Linked DNA regions of Anser cygnoides: region 1 is linked to region 2. A link is a contact called in public Hi-C data. All regions are on one chromosome and are shown on one strand. Each heading gives the region's core, a stretch centred on a gene start, on an enhancer-like site or on the middle of the called end of the contact. The rest is flanking DNA. Distances are from core to core; before and after follow the strand shown. Region 1 holds the start of GPR153 (G protein-coupled receptor 153). Region 2 holds the start of C23H1orf174 (chromosome 23 C1orf174 homolog).

What was found. Hi-C and Micro-C count contacts between places; a contact is called where the count stands out from the background.
Region 1: a Hi-C map of liver shows a contact between it and region 2, with 2.6 times the contacts expected there. The contact joins the promoter of GPR153 here to the promoter of C23H1orf174 in region 2. A contact is called at or near these places in 2 of 7 Hi-C or Micro-C datasets (both in liver).

The regions. Positions count from the first base shown.
Region 1 is chr23:8,037,259-8,042,876 of Taihu_goose_T2T_genome, reverse strand. It overlaps GPR153 (G protein-coupled receptor 153), which reads left to right and starts at 3,294. Exons shown (of 6, transcript XM_066982153.1): 1 at 3,294-3,465; 2 at 4,631-5,096; 3 at 5,237-5,618. The coding sequence starts at 4,720. It overlaps ACOT7 (acyl-CoA thioesterase 7), which reads left to right. Exons shown (of 9, transcript XM_066982164.1): 9 at 2,024-2,772. The coding sequence ends at 2,128.
Region 2 is chr23:7,630,878-7,637,034 of Taihu_goose_T2T_genome, reverse strand. C23H1orf174 (chromosome 23 C1orf174 homolog) reads left to right here and starts at 4,227. Exons shown (of 3, transcript XM_048067451.2): 1 at 4,227-4,378; 2 at 5,391-5,888. The coding sequence starts at 4,304. LOC136786883 (a long non-coding RNA gene) reads right to left here and starts at 4,233. Exons shown (of 3, transcript XR_010826426.1): 1 at 3,800-4,233; 2 at 3,473-3,630; 3 at 3,151-3,379.

The DNA.
Region 1 (5,618 bases), core at 2,045-4,544, 410 kb before region 2:
TCTGCTCTTTGCTGCAAGCAGGGGAGGTTTCAGGCTTCCTGTTTATTAAACACTGAATATTTTACATACTTGGGCTTTTCATGTGATGCCCTCAGGGCTTTGTTGTCCAACAAAACCTCTTCCTCTGAATTGTTCAGCAGAAAAACATGAGCATAAATGAACCTCGCCAAGCCAGGCTTCGGGGTTGTTTTTTGTTTTTTAATTTCTTCTGGCTGAAAACTGCCAGCAAAGAGATTGTTTTTCCTTTCTCACAACTGAGGAAAATCTGTCGCTGGAGCTTCACGGCTTCCTCCCTCCCCGCGGTGACCTGATGGGTGCCCGCAGCCCCCGGCCCCGCCGCCCTCCTCCCGCTCCCGGCTCCCGGATGCCGGCGGCGCTGCGCTGACGCAGCGCTGATGGCAGGGAGTTGTTTCTTGATTAATATTTCATGCCGAGTAGGTCTCCTTCTGTTCCGTGCTCTGTGGCATTTTGGAGTATTTTGTGGGCTAATTATACATTAGCCATCCAAGCTGCGTTCCACGGAGCCGTTTTCCATCCCCGCTTCCTGCGGCAGGCGGCGCGGTGCCTCCTGCGCGCTGTGGGACGCGCGGCACTGCCCGACGGCCGCGGGCTGGGGCTGGCTCCGACCCCACACGGCGCTGGCCAGGCCGGCAGCACCGCGGCTCCACCACCACGGTGCGACTGCTGCCGCGGGGCTGCCAGTGCTCGAGGGCAGGATCTGGCCCGCTGCCCGGCAGGTTTCCCACCAGGTGCTCGTGTCCGAACGCTCGCGTCCAACCCGTGCGCTGCCTCTGGCTCCGGCCCCAGCTGAAGTTGAACTTGGGAGATCTCTTTCTAAATTTCTGAGTAATTTAGGGAATGCGTGTTACTGGATTGAAGTGTGCTGCTAGCTATTAGTCTGTTCCTGTGAATATGTCCTGGTGGGGTTGGGTGGCACCGCAGCAGTGCGGGGCTCCTGGTGTCCTTCCTCGCAGGCAGGAGCTGAGCCGTGGGGAGCCTGGGCGTGAGACGAGGTTGTGCTTGTCCCTAACGGGGGTGCTGCCGGCTCCGTTATGCTCGGGCTGGGTTTCTCTGAGTGATGTCCTGAATTAAAGAGGTCGCTGGACTGAGGCAGCCACGGCACCATGGTCACGGGCAGCCCATGGTGTGGCAGCACGGCCATGCGGGGAGCAGGGGTCGCTTTTCTGTAGGGCTTTGACATCAGGGTGAGCCAAGTTTTCAGCTGTGATTGCGTTGCCTGTCCGAGCAGGCAGTCCAGGCAGAGCAGACAGAGTTGCATCTTCTTGCTGGCAGTAATTTAATTATTAATCTCTATTGTCCCAGTGGAGCTCAGAGTAATGCATCTTTAACGAGCTCTCAGAGGGAGCCGCGCTGTGTGCAGCGATGGCATTTCTTTTTTCTCTCTGCTGCGAGCTAACCTGAAGGGCATCCATGCTGGGGGCTCAGTGGCTGGCGGGGTGGGGGCCGCTTGGGGCCCCCCGCCCGGGGCACGTGGCTGCAGGGCTCGGGGTGAGCGGCAGCACGGGGCCAGCAGCCCGGGGCCGCAGCTTCTGGGAGCGCGACGCGGTGCAGTGCTGGTGGTGAGGGTGCGACCTCGGGGCTGCCTTGCCGCAAGTGCCTTGCGGTAACCCTGCGTCATCTCCGGGTGCGGGAGCGTCCCTTGGCTGTGAAAGGAGCTCCCACACCCGAGTGGCGTCCAGAGGCTACGGATGGCCTGGGGCAGAGGGGATGGAACACGGTGCAAGGCTGATGTGGGACAACGTGGAACTGTCGCAGCGAGGGGCCGTGAGGTGAGGGTGGTGCCCATCGTGGGCAGCGGGAGCAGCCGGCGGCGCCCAGGACGTGGCCAGGCTCCATCCGGCACCTCCCACGGACGGTGCTGTGGGCGCCGCCGACAGCTGGAAGGGAACTGAACTTATTGATCGAACGAAGTCCGTGTAAACTTGCCCACGCATCAGATCTGCCCGTTCAGATCCTAATTAAGCTAATGTTCATGGCTTTGCTTTCTTTCGGTTACTGCCAGACGGAAACCGAGGACGAGAAGAGGCGCTTCGAGGAAGGGAAGGGGAGATACCTCCAAACAAAAGCCAAGAGACAGGCGCAGATGCAGCAGGCTGCCCAGCACTGATCTCCGACCCGGACCAAAGCGCTCGCAGGAGAGCCGCGCGCTGCTCAAGTATTCACTCGGCCAAACCTCCAAGTTCCCATTCGTGTTGTGTTACGTGTGCGGGGCCTCGTGCGCTGCCGCTGCGCCGTGCCGTGCCGCAGGAGCGGGCTCGAGCAGAGCCGGTGTTCTGGGTGCGCCGCAGCCTGGCCCGCGGTGCCGCAGCGATGCCACCAGCGAGCTGCTGCTGGGTTTACCGCCCTCGCCCCGTGTATTAAACGGCTTAAATGCTCCAGAAAGCCTCTGGGATCTGCCTGGCTCTCGGGAGCGTTTGCGTCGGTTTGTCAGTGAGCCCCAGAGCCCTGGTTTGGGGGTTTAATCCCCTCAGTGAAACTCCTGCCCGCACTGCAGTGGCGCGCACGCACGTGGCAGCACAAGGGGCGCACGAGGCCCCGAGTCTTTGTGAAGCTGTGTTAAACTTACAGTATGTCCTAAAAATGTACACCAAAGCTTATTTATGATACTTGCGACTATAAATGCGACCGAGTATTGTATTGAATGTCTCAGCCCCTTCCATTGACAGCCCTAGGTAGTATCTCCGTGCGCATCTAAGTTATTTGAGGAATACTGTGACATAAATAAAGTCTGTCATCTCTGACTGAAATAAAGGGGGTGTCGCTTTTTTCCCGAAGCGGCGGCACGGCTGGCTTAAGAGCTTATTCCAAACCCTCGCTCTGAGCTGCAGCGGCGCCGGCTGCCGAGGGCGTTCAGCTCCGTGCTGACATTTCCCCGCTCCCCGTAATCCCCGGGGGGGCTCGCAGCCCCCTGCCTCTGCCCTGGGGGGGGGGTGGACCCCCGGGCCGGCTCCCCTTTGTCTCCCCAAGGGGGCCGCGGGGCCGGAGCCGCTGCCTGCGCCGGGCGGGGGGTCCGGGGGTGGCCTCGCAGGACGCCGGTGGCAAAACCGGGCAGGGGGCTGCGGCCCCCGGGGAGGGGGAGCCGGGGGGGGTTGGGGGGCGTCCAACGGACAGGGTGCAGGGACGAAGCCGCCGTCGCCGCGCCCGTCCCCGTGGCGGTCCCCGGGGGCGCTGCGGGGGACGCTCGGGGGGGCGGGGGCCGGGGTCCGCTCCCGCTCCCGCTCCCGCTCCGTGCCCGTGCCCGTGCGCGCGCGGGCGGTGCCGAGACATGCGCTGTGCCGCCCGCCGCGGCCCCGGCTGGGCGCTCGGCGCGGCGCGGCGCGGCTCGGTGCGGGAGGCAGCCCCGCGGCGGGGCACGGCGCCGCGGAACCGGGCGGAACCGGGCGGAACCGGGCGGAACCGGGCGGAACGGGCGGAACCGGGCGGCGCTGCGCCCGCGGCGGGCAGGTAGGGGCGGGGCGGCACCGGCACCGGCACCGGCGGCGTCCTTCTGCCGCCGGGCTGCCCCCGCCGTCGGGCAACCGGGGGCGCGGTGCGCAGGAGCCGCGCCGGGGAGCGCGGGGCGCCGCTCCGGTACCGGGCGGGACCGGCGGGGCCGCGGGCGGGCGAGGGGCAGCGGGAGCCGGGGCCGGGGGGGGGCGGCGCCGGCGCCCCTCGGGCAGCCCCCGGGGAGGCAGCTCCGGCTCTGCCCGACGGCGCCTCCCGGCTCCGGGGCGCCCGGGGAGGCCGAGCCCCGCGGGCGGAGCGGGGCGGCGGGGGCGAGCGCGGGGCTTCGGGCCGTGGAGCCGCCGCCGAGGACGGGCCGTCCGCGGGGGGTCCCGCACGGCGGGGGCCGCCGAGCCCCCGGGGCGCTTCGCGCTGCCTCCCCCGCAGCCCGGCGCCTCCCGAGACGCGCGGCGGGGGGCTGCGGGGGGCCGGGGTTACGTAAGAGCGGGTCTCTCCCCCTCCTCCGCCTCCTCTTCCCTCCTCCTCTCTGCCCCCCGCGCCGCGCAGCGCCCCGGGGGCAGGCCCACGCGGGGTCTGTCTCCCGCGGAGGAGCAGCCCCTGCGCAGCCCGCACGGCCGGAGCCCCGGGAAGCTCCCCGCATCCGCGGGGTGTCCGGGAGCTTCCCCGGGGCACCGTCCGCGTGGGCCGTGGGCTTCCCTCGGCAGCACAGCAGGCTCCGGAGGCTGTTTTTCCTGTAGTTATTTTTAAGAAAGAAAATCCTCGTCTTTTAATGGGAAGCCCAGAATAGCTCCTGGCGTTTGGCAGCCGTGTGATGCGGCTCGTGGGTGCTGTGCGGGGCTGTGCCCCGTGGGCAGACCCCGCAGGAGGGGTCCCTGACCCCCGAGCATCTCGCTGGCCGGCACGGCACGGGGCTGTGGGCAGCTTCCCGCTCCGGGGGCGAGGAGGTTGTGTCGGCAGCGCCGTGGCTGCCAGCTTGCTGCTTCTTCCCGAGGAGTCTAATTATAGCTGCGAGACTGCGGTGCCTCCTCTCCACCCGCTAACGTGCCCGTGCCGGAGGCCCTCAGGCACATCCTTGGTGGGGAACGGCCCTCGGGCGAGCGTGCGTGGGGACGCGGCGGCACCACGGGGCACCCGTGGGGTGCTGACAGCCTGCGCTCGCTTGCAGGTGCTGGGCTCGGCGGCGCCCCAACCAGCCTCGATGGACCGTGGTGCGCCCTAGGATGCCTGCGGCTGCGGCCCCGCAGCGCCTCGCCAATGGTGCCGCGTCCCTCCACCATGCGCGATGAGCAGCGGCTGCCCGGCAATGCGGTAGCCTGGCTGGCGTGCGCTGGGGTCTCGCTGCTCGCCAACGCCTGGGGCATCCTCAGCATCAGCGCCAAGCAGAAGAAGTGGAAGCCGCTGGAGTTCCTGCTGTGCTCCCTGGCCGGGACCCACATCCTCAACACCGCCATCCCCATCACCACGTACGCGGTGGTGCAGCTCCGGCGGCGGCGCTCGGGTTATGAGTGGAACGAGGGCCTCTGCAAGGTCTTCGTCTCCACCTTCTACACCCTCACGCTGGTCACCTGCTTCTCCGTCACCTCCCTCTCCTACCACCGCATGTGGATGGTCCGCTGGCCCGTCAACTACAGGTACCGCGGCTTTGCCTGCCCCGTGCTGCGTCCCCGGGCACGCTTCAGTGGCTGTGCCAGCACCTGGGGAGGGGCTGAGAGCCCTGGCACGCAGGCCCCACTGTGCTGAGCATGTCGGGGGCTCTGCCCCCTCTCCCCAGGCTGAGCAACACCAGGAAGCAAGCTGTTCACACTGTGATGGGGATTTGGATGGTCTCCTTCATCCTCTCCACGCTGCCGGCAGTAGGGTGGCATGACACCACCGAGCGCTTCTACGCCAGGGATTGCCGCTTCGTCGTGACGGAGATCGGCCTGGGCTTCGGCGTCTGCTTCCTGCTCCTCATCGGGGGCAGCATGGCTGTGGGCGCCGTCTGCATTGCCATCGCCCTCTTCCACACCGTCTGGGGACGGCGGGGCCCCGACGCCAGCAGGAACCGCTTCCATGTGCCCACCATCGTGGTGGAGGATGCCCAGGGCAAGCGGCGCTCCTCCATCGACGGCTCCGAGCCCATCAAGACCTCCCTGCAGATCACCTACCTGGTC
Region 2 (6,157 bases), core at 2,978-5,477:
CGGAGGATTTTCTGGGGTAAGGGTTGGACATCATGATCTTAGAGGCCTTTTCCAACCTGAATGACTCTGATGCTATCAGGAGGGGAGGCAAGCCTGAGCTGTGCCACCTCTGCACCATCCGCAGGTTTGCGTGAGAGCTGCCTTCACCCCCTTCCCCCTAATAAAGCAGTGCAACGGTGACTAAGCAAAGAAATGATGCTGGGAGTGCCTTGGGCTTGTGTTTTGGGCTGAACGCAGCGGGGTTGCTCCCACGGCCGGCCGGCCAGGGCAGCTGGTGGGTACCTGCGGGCAGCGAGGGGCTGGAGGAGGTGGTGAGGCTGCTCTGACCCCGGCTGGGAGCAGCGGGCACCGGGGCTGCCGTGTCACCTCCCAGCCCCTTTGGGGTTGAGCTGCTCCCACGTAACGCTCCCGACCCGATTTTAACGCGGCGCTCGGGCTGCCCGCCGCTCTGCGGGGTGCGGAGAGGGCAGCACAAAAAGGGGAGAGGGAAAAGCGAGAGGCTTCCCAGGTGTGATGTGATGCAGCCTCCACACCTTGGGGGATGAGTGCGGCCTCCTGCGAGGGAGGGCAGCTGCCCGGGGCCGGGGCCGGGGCCGGGAGCTGCTTCTCCCCCGGCCGCGCTGCATCTCCGGTGTAACAGTGACCCCCAGTGTCCGCAGCCGCCTCCCCCAGCTCTTAGCGGGATGGCAAACCCTGCAACCAACCTTTCTGAAAAAAATAAAAAAATAAAAAAGTGTTGGAAAGGGAACGCCTGTTTGCACGACTGCTGTTAAGCAGCTATTAGATGGAGACAGGAAAAAACCCCTGTAAGCCGTTGTTCGGCTCTGTAGCAGCAGCGCTGCGTTGCCGCAGCCCTTGCAATCAGCCAGGCTCCTGGAGCAATGGTAATGATTTGGTCTCAGTGGGATGTTCTGCGCTGGGAGAGATTTACTCGGGTTTTGTGAAACGCTTTAAAAAAATCAACGTTGCTTAAAGCAGTCAAAGCCCTTGGAAGGGGAGGAAGCCTTGGGCAGATCAGGTGCCCTGAATTCGTGGGCTGGTGTTTGCTGAGTGCCTTGGGAAGGGTTTGCCACATAACCTCTAGAGATAGTTACAAAAACCAGGTATTTGCATCAGAACTGGGGAGGATCTTATTGCCAGCCCTGGTTGGGATCTGGCATCCGCGGCTGTACGGGCGGCAGGGAGGGCAGCGTGGCGCAGCTCCTCTGCCAGCCCAGCACCACAACTGCCCCGCTGCAGGCTGCTTCTCTGGATTCTCAGCTATCCCTTCAGGTTTTTCATTAAAGTAATGAATTTCGCAATTTTTCTTTGCTGCTCTTTCGCGCAAAGCCAATGTACTCTGCTCAGTTGTATTAATTTCTTCAGATTCTAGCATGCCACATTTGGCTCTCGATAAGGTATTAGAAAGAAATCCAAAATAAGGCTCAAAGAGAGGTTTTTCATCTGGCATGCACAAAATTTAATTGTGTCATCAGTTCCCTGTTGTTGCTCTGTCTGGGCTCTCTAGTTCACGGTGTGAACATTCCTTGGTAGTTAATATGAAGGTTTTATCTGGGTTTGAGTGGTGCAAAGGTACTCCAGATAGCACTGCCCTGGGCAGCCGGTGTCGGAGGGCTGCAGACTCGCCTGAATGTTTCAGTTCCAGCTAGTTCTATCAACTCATCAGCAATTCTTCCAGGAGACAGTGGCTCTGGCAGCCCAAAATCAGCAGTTCAGTATTCAGTCATTACCTGAGTTGGCATGACAACATCGTGGCAGCGCGACTGGAAGGAACGGTGGCGAAAGGGCTGTCTCCAAAGCCCCAGCTAGACTAATTCATCCTGCCAGAGCTGGCTCTGCGAGGAGGCGCTGAGCGCAGGAGGATGCTGCAGCCCAGGTCTCCCTATCCCGGCTACGAGGCGGGGGAACCTCATTCAGCTTTTTCCCCAGGTGCCGTTAATGAAGAAGAATGCAGCCACCTGAGCTAAAAATAACTTTTCCATAGCAGGAAAAGACCAGTCCGCGCTCCTGCTGGATGCTTGGTTAGTTTGATAGATCTCTCATTCAACAGTTCACAGCCGTTGTGTTTACAGGCAACATTATTTTTGGCTGCCGTCCCCAGCATGTCACCAATGTTTAACCAAATGAACTTGGAGGATTATAACAGACAGGGACACTGGTGGAAGTGACAGGCACAGAGACAAGTGCTGCAAGAAGCTAATTTACACATCGAGTTTCACAGCCTGACCCTCCCTTCCTGCACAATAAGCTCATCAGCTGCTGCTTTACACCCGCCAGCCAGCTTTCATAAAAATGAGGGAGATCACAAAATCTCCTTTTTTTTTTTTTGGTCTGCCTGCTTAGACAACAGATTCTAATAAAAAGCACTTTATAATATTGTTGAGACTAAGTCCTCTTTTCTGTGGAAATGTGAATTTAATGTAAATAGTTTGTGCTGCTCTGATTCTCTTTAAGGGCTTCTTGGCTGCTAGCAGTCTCTGCGCAGTCTTTCAAGTCACTCAGGAGACAATGCTGTTGAGATGTGGACTGATCTTGGAGGGGGTCTCCATTCTTGCTGCCTCTCCTGGGATGCTCTCTGCACTGTGTGATGGATGTTTTCTCAGAGAGGGATCAGCTGTATTTCAGAAAATGCAACATCTGCAGTTGTGAAATTGCCATCATTTTCTCATGAAGTAAGGTTATTGTTGGGGAGAGAATGCAGTGACCAGAATACAAGAGCTCTGCAAAAAGCCCTGGCATTCTGGATGTGTGTGTGCAAGGTGCTGCATCCCCTCACTCCCTGGTGAGCCTGGCACCCAGAAAGATAGAGGGGAAAGACATCCCTTGTAGAAAGCATCTCGGTGCTCTGGCATGTGTTATTTCGCTGTCAGAGAGAAGAATTTTAAAAGGAGAATAGACGACTGGATCCATATCTGGGCAGAGGTGCAAGGGTTAGTCCCGGGTTCTGCCTGCTGTATGGCTGTGTCCGTGCTGGGCCACCGAAGCATGCCAGGCTGCAGGGGGCTGAGCCACCACTGCCCTCGTCGCTCTAACATGCATGTCAACTTTACAAAGCAGCGTAAAGAATGAGAAATGCAAAGTGTTATGGAAAGAATTTATTAAAATCCTCAAAATTCTTTTTTTCTTACTATTTTCAGTTCATGGGGGGAATTAAAGCAGCAACCAAGTTTTCCAGCAACAGAAATGCTGCTCTGCAGCCACCTCCAGTCCTCTTCTGTTTACGAGACAATATAAGTTTTCACTGTATAATAAAAACAATCATCTGTATTCTTTGGCTGCAAGCAACAACACTGTGAGAGAGTGGAGCAAGACTTGATGCTTTTGGAGGAGAATATGAATTATCTTAGCCGCAGAACAAAGCGCAGAAGACCCCTGAGCACTAAGTGAAATTGCAAAACAACATATCAGGAATGTCTCTGAACCTCAGCAGCTTAACTGGGAGACGTTCTGGTTTTGAGAAAAAATGTCTTACCTGAATATTCTCAGAGGTACATTGTTGCCACATTTCTGAGATTCAAATTGTCGCTCATGTTTTTTAAGGGCAGGTTGCACGGACAAGAATTTTGTCTGCTGACTTGGATTGAGGAGCACAGGAAACATCCTCAAACCTTAGAGAATTGTGGTATGGATCTGAAATGAGTGAAAATGTTAACGGCTTGCAATAAATAAATAAATAAATAAATAAATAAAAAGGTCCAGGAGGACCCTGCCTGCAGCAGCGTTGGACCTTCGATTCCCTGCAGCGGGTGAGCATCCTACCTTACCTCCCCCAGTAAAATGAGTGAAGATAATTACATACTTAAATCTAGGTGTCTCGCTGCTTTGCTACACAGAAATTCATCTGCTATCGTCAGAGTCCTTGAAGTTAAAGAGGGATTTGAGTTACTAACATAATTTGTTCCCTGAGGGCTGTGGAAGCGAACCGAGAGGCATATCTGCATAATAAGTCCCCAACCGCACATCTTAAAACCGAAGCTAGTGCCGTTCCAGATGCAAGACACTGGCAAGTGCAAGACCTGAAATGTTTATAACCCACACAGCCAGCGGGCACAACTCGTTGTTTTTCCCAGGCAGCAGCCCACCGGGGAGGAGCGGGGCGCCAGCTCCTCGGTTTTGGTGTGCCAAAGGCCGGTTTTAACACCACCCTGACCGGGGGCAAAGCCCGGGGCTGCGTTGAGCCGGGTACCGTGGTGGTGACCCCCCCATACCGGCCCGGAGCCCCCCTCCCTCCGCCCCGGGGGCCGCCCGAGGCCGGGGCCCGGCCCCAAAATGGCGGCCGCGGCCTCACGCCCCCTCCCCCAAGATGGCGGCTGGAGGCCCGGCGGGGCGGGCGGGAGCCGGGGCTTCGCGTGGGGCCGGCCGCGGGAGGAGCCGCCAGGTGAGGGGCGCTGCGGGCCCGGGGCGCGGGGGGAGCCTCCGGGGCGGCCTCTGGATGCCGGCCGTGCCTCCCTGCGCCCGCTCGGGGAGACCTTGGCCCTCCTGGCGGCGTTCGGTGGTGCGGCTCCGGCTGGCGAGCGGTTCCTACAGATGTAGTTTGCCTTGCACTTTGTAAAATAACTTAATTTTCCACGTGGTTTCGTGGGTTGTAACCGTTCGGGCAGTTCTGTGCAATTAATGGTTGGTGAAATAGCCCCTCAATCCCCCGTGCAAGTTGCTAATTGTAAGGAAATATCGACCCCATCGCTGCCGCTCGCTCCTGTGCGTGGTGTGGGCTGTGTGAACGTACAGCGTGGTGTACACGGCTGCTCTGCGAACCGTGGCTTCCAAAAGACTTAAAATCTGCCCTAGGAACTGCAGGGAGACTAATTATAAACAGCTGCCAGCTGAGTGACACTGTGTCAGATTTACCCACAGAGCTTACGTGAACGCTTCACCTTTCCCACCTTTATTAAACGTGTGTGCAAAAATACAGTGCCTGAGTAGGGCTGTGTGCTACAGAGTTAATTTTTGGATTCATAATTAATTGTTTGAAATACTGTGGAACGAGTCTGTGCAGTGTGCTGTTACCCAGCCAGCAGGCTCTGCCAGCAGATGGTAGTTCGTTCTGTTACGCTCATTATGATCTATAGCGTCCCTAAGAAAACATGAAGATGGTGATTAGCCACGTCCTGCACTAGTTTACGCTTTGAGAGGATTTCTGTTGGTGATGAGCTATACATTGTGGTCTAGTGTAACCTATCTGCTCCTCTTTTTTACATGCATTTTCTAGTAATTTTGCTGAGTGTTGCAGGTTTGAATCGGGCTGCAGCTCCTTGACAAACACTGGCTGCTCACCTGATGGAGCCATTCAGTTTCACATCTAGCCTTGCAACTAATGAGATCTGGTGATTTATTTATTTAGTTAGTTGGTTTTTTTTGATAGCTTCACGATCTGATTTTTCTTCTAACAGTCTTCACGCAAAGCAGCTGACAGACAACCCTCAAAGAGGCTAAAATGTGAAAAAAACAGTCTAGTAAAATCAGAAGTAGAAGGTTGTACATGCGGGACTGGGAACCTTGCAGTGAGGAAGGCAGCACCGAAAACATCTGCTGAGGATTCACATTCAGAAGATTCAGGAGACTGTAATATAATTGAACAGAAAAAAGGTGAAAGCATTCCAGAGACTAGTGAAGAGAGACAGGAAAAGGAGCATAATGTTTCTTTGAAGCCATTTGCAGAGAAATCAAGTAGTGCTCCTTCAAAAACAGAAAGCAATGAAAATCTGCAAAATCATGTCAGCAGTGAAGAGGAAAGCAGCTGTGAGACTGTACTTTCAGATGAGTCTAGCTTGAAGGATGGAGATGTCCCAAAGAAACCGACGGAACTAGATAACAGTGCTTTCTTGGATGAAGACAGTAACCAGCCAATGCCTGTGGACAGGTTCTTTGGAAACATTGACTTTATACAGGTAAGATGGTGAAAGTCTGTTCACTTTTTATAGACTCAGTTCTGTTCTGTTTCAATATTAGTCTCAAAATTGTCAGCAAGCTTGACCAGCGTTGGTAGTCGGATGAAGAAATATCCCCGTCCACCAAATGGAAAGATTTGTCTCTGTCAGAGACAAGCCGAGTTTATTTCAGATGCAAAATCCTTCTTGGTTAGATTTTATTACTCCAGTTCTCTAAGGTAGCCTTTTTACTCACAAAGATATACATAGCTGTACTACGGTGGAAGAAT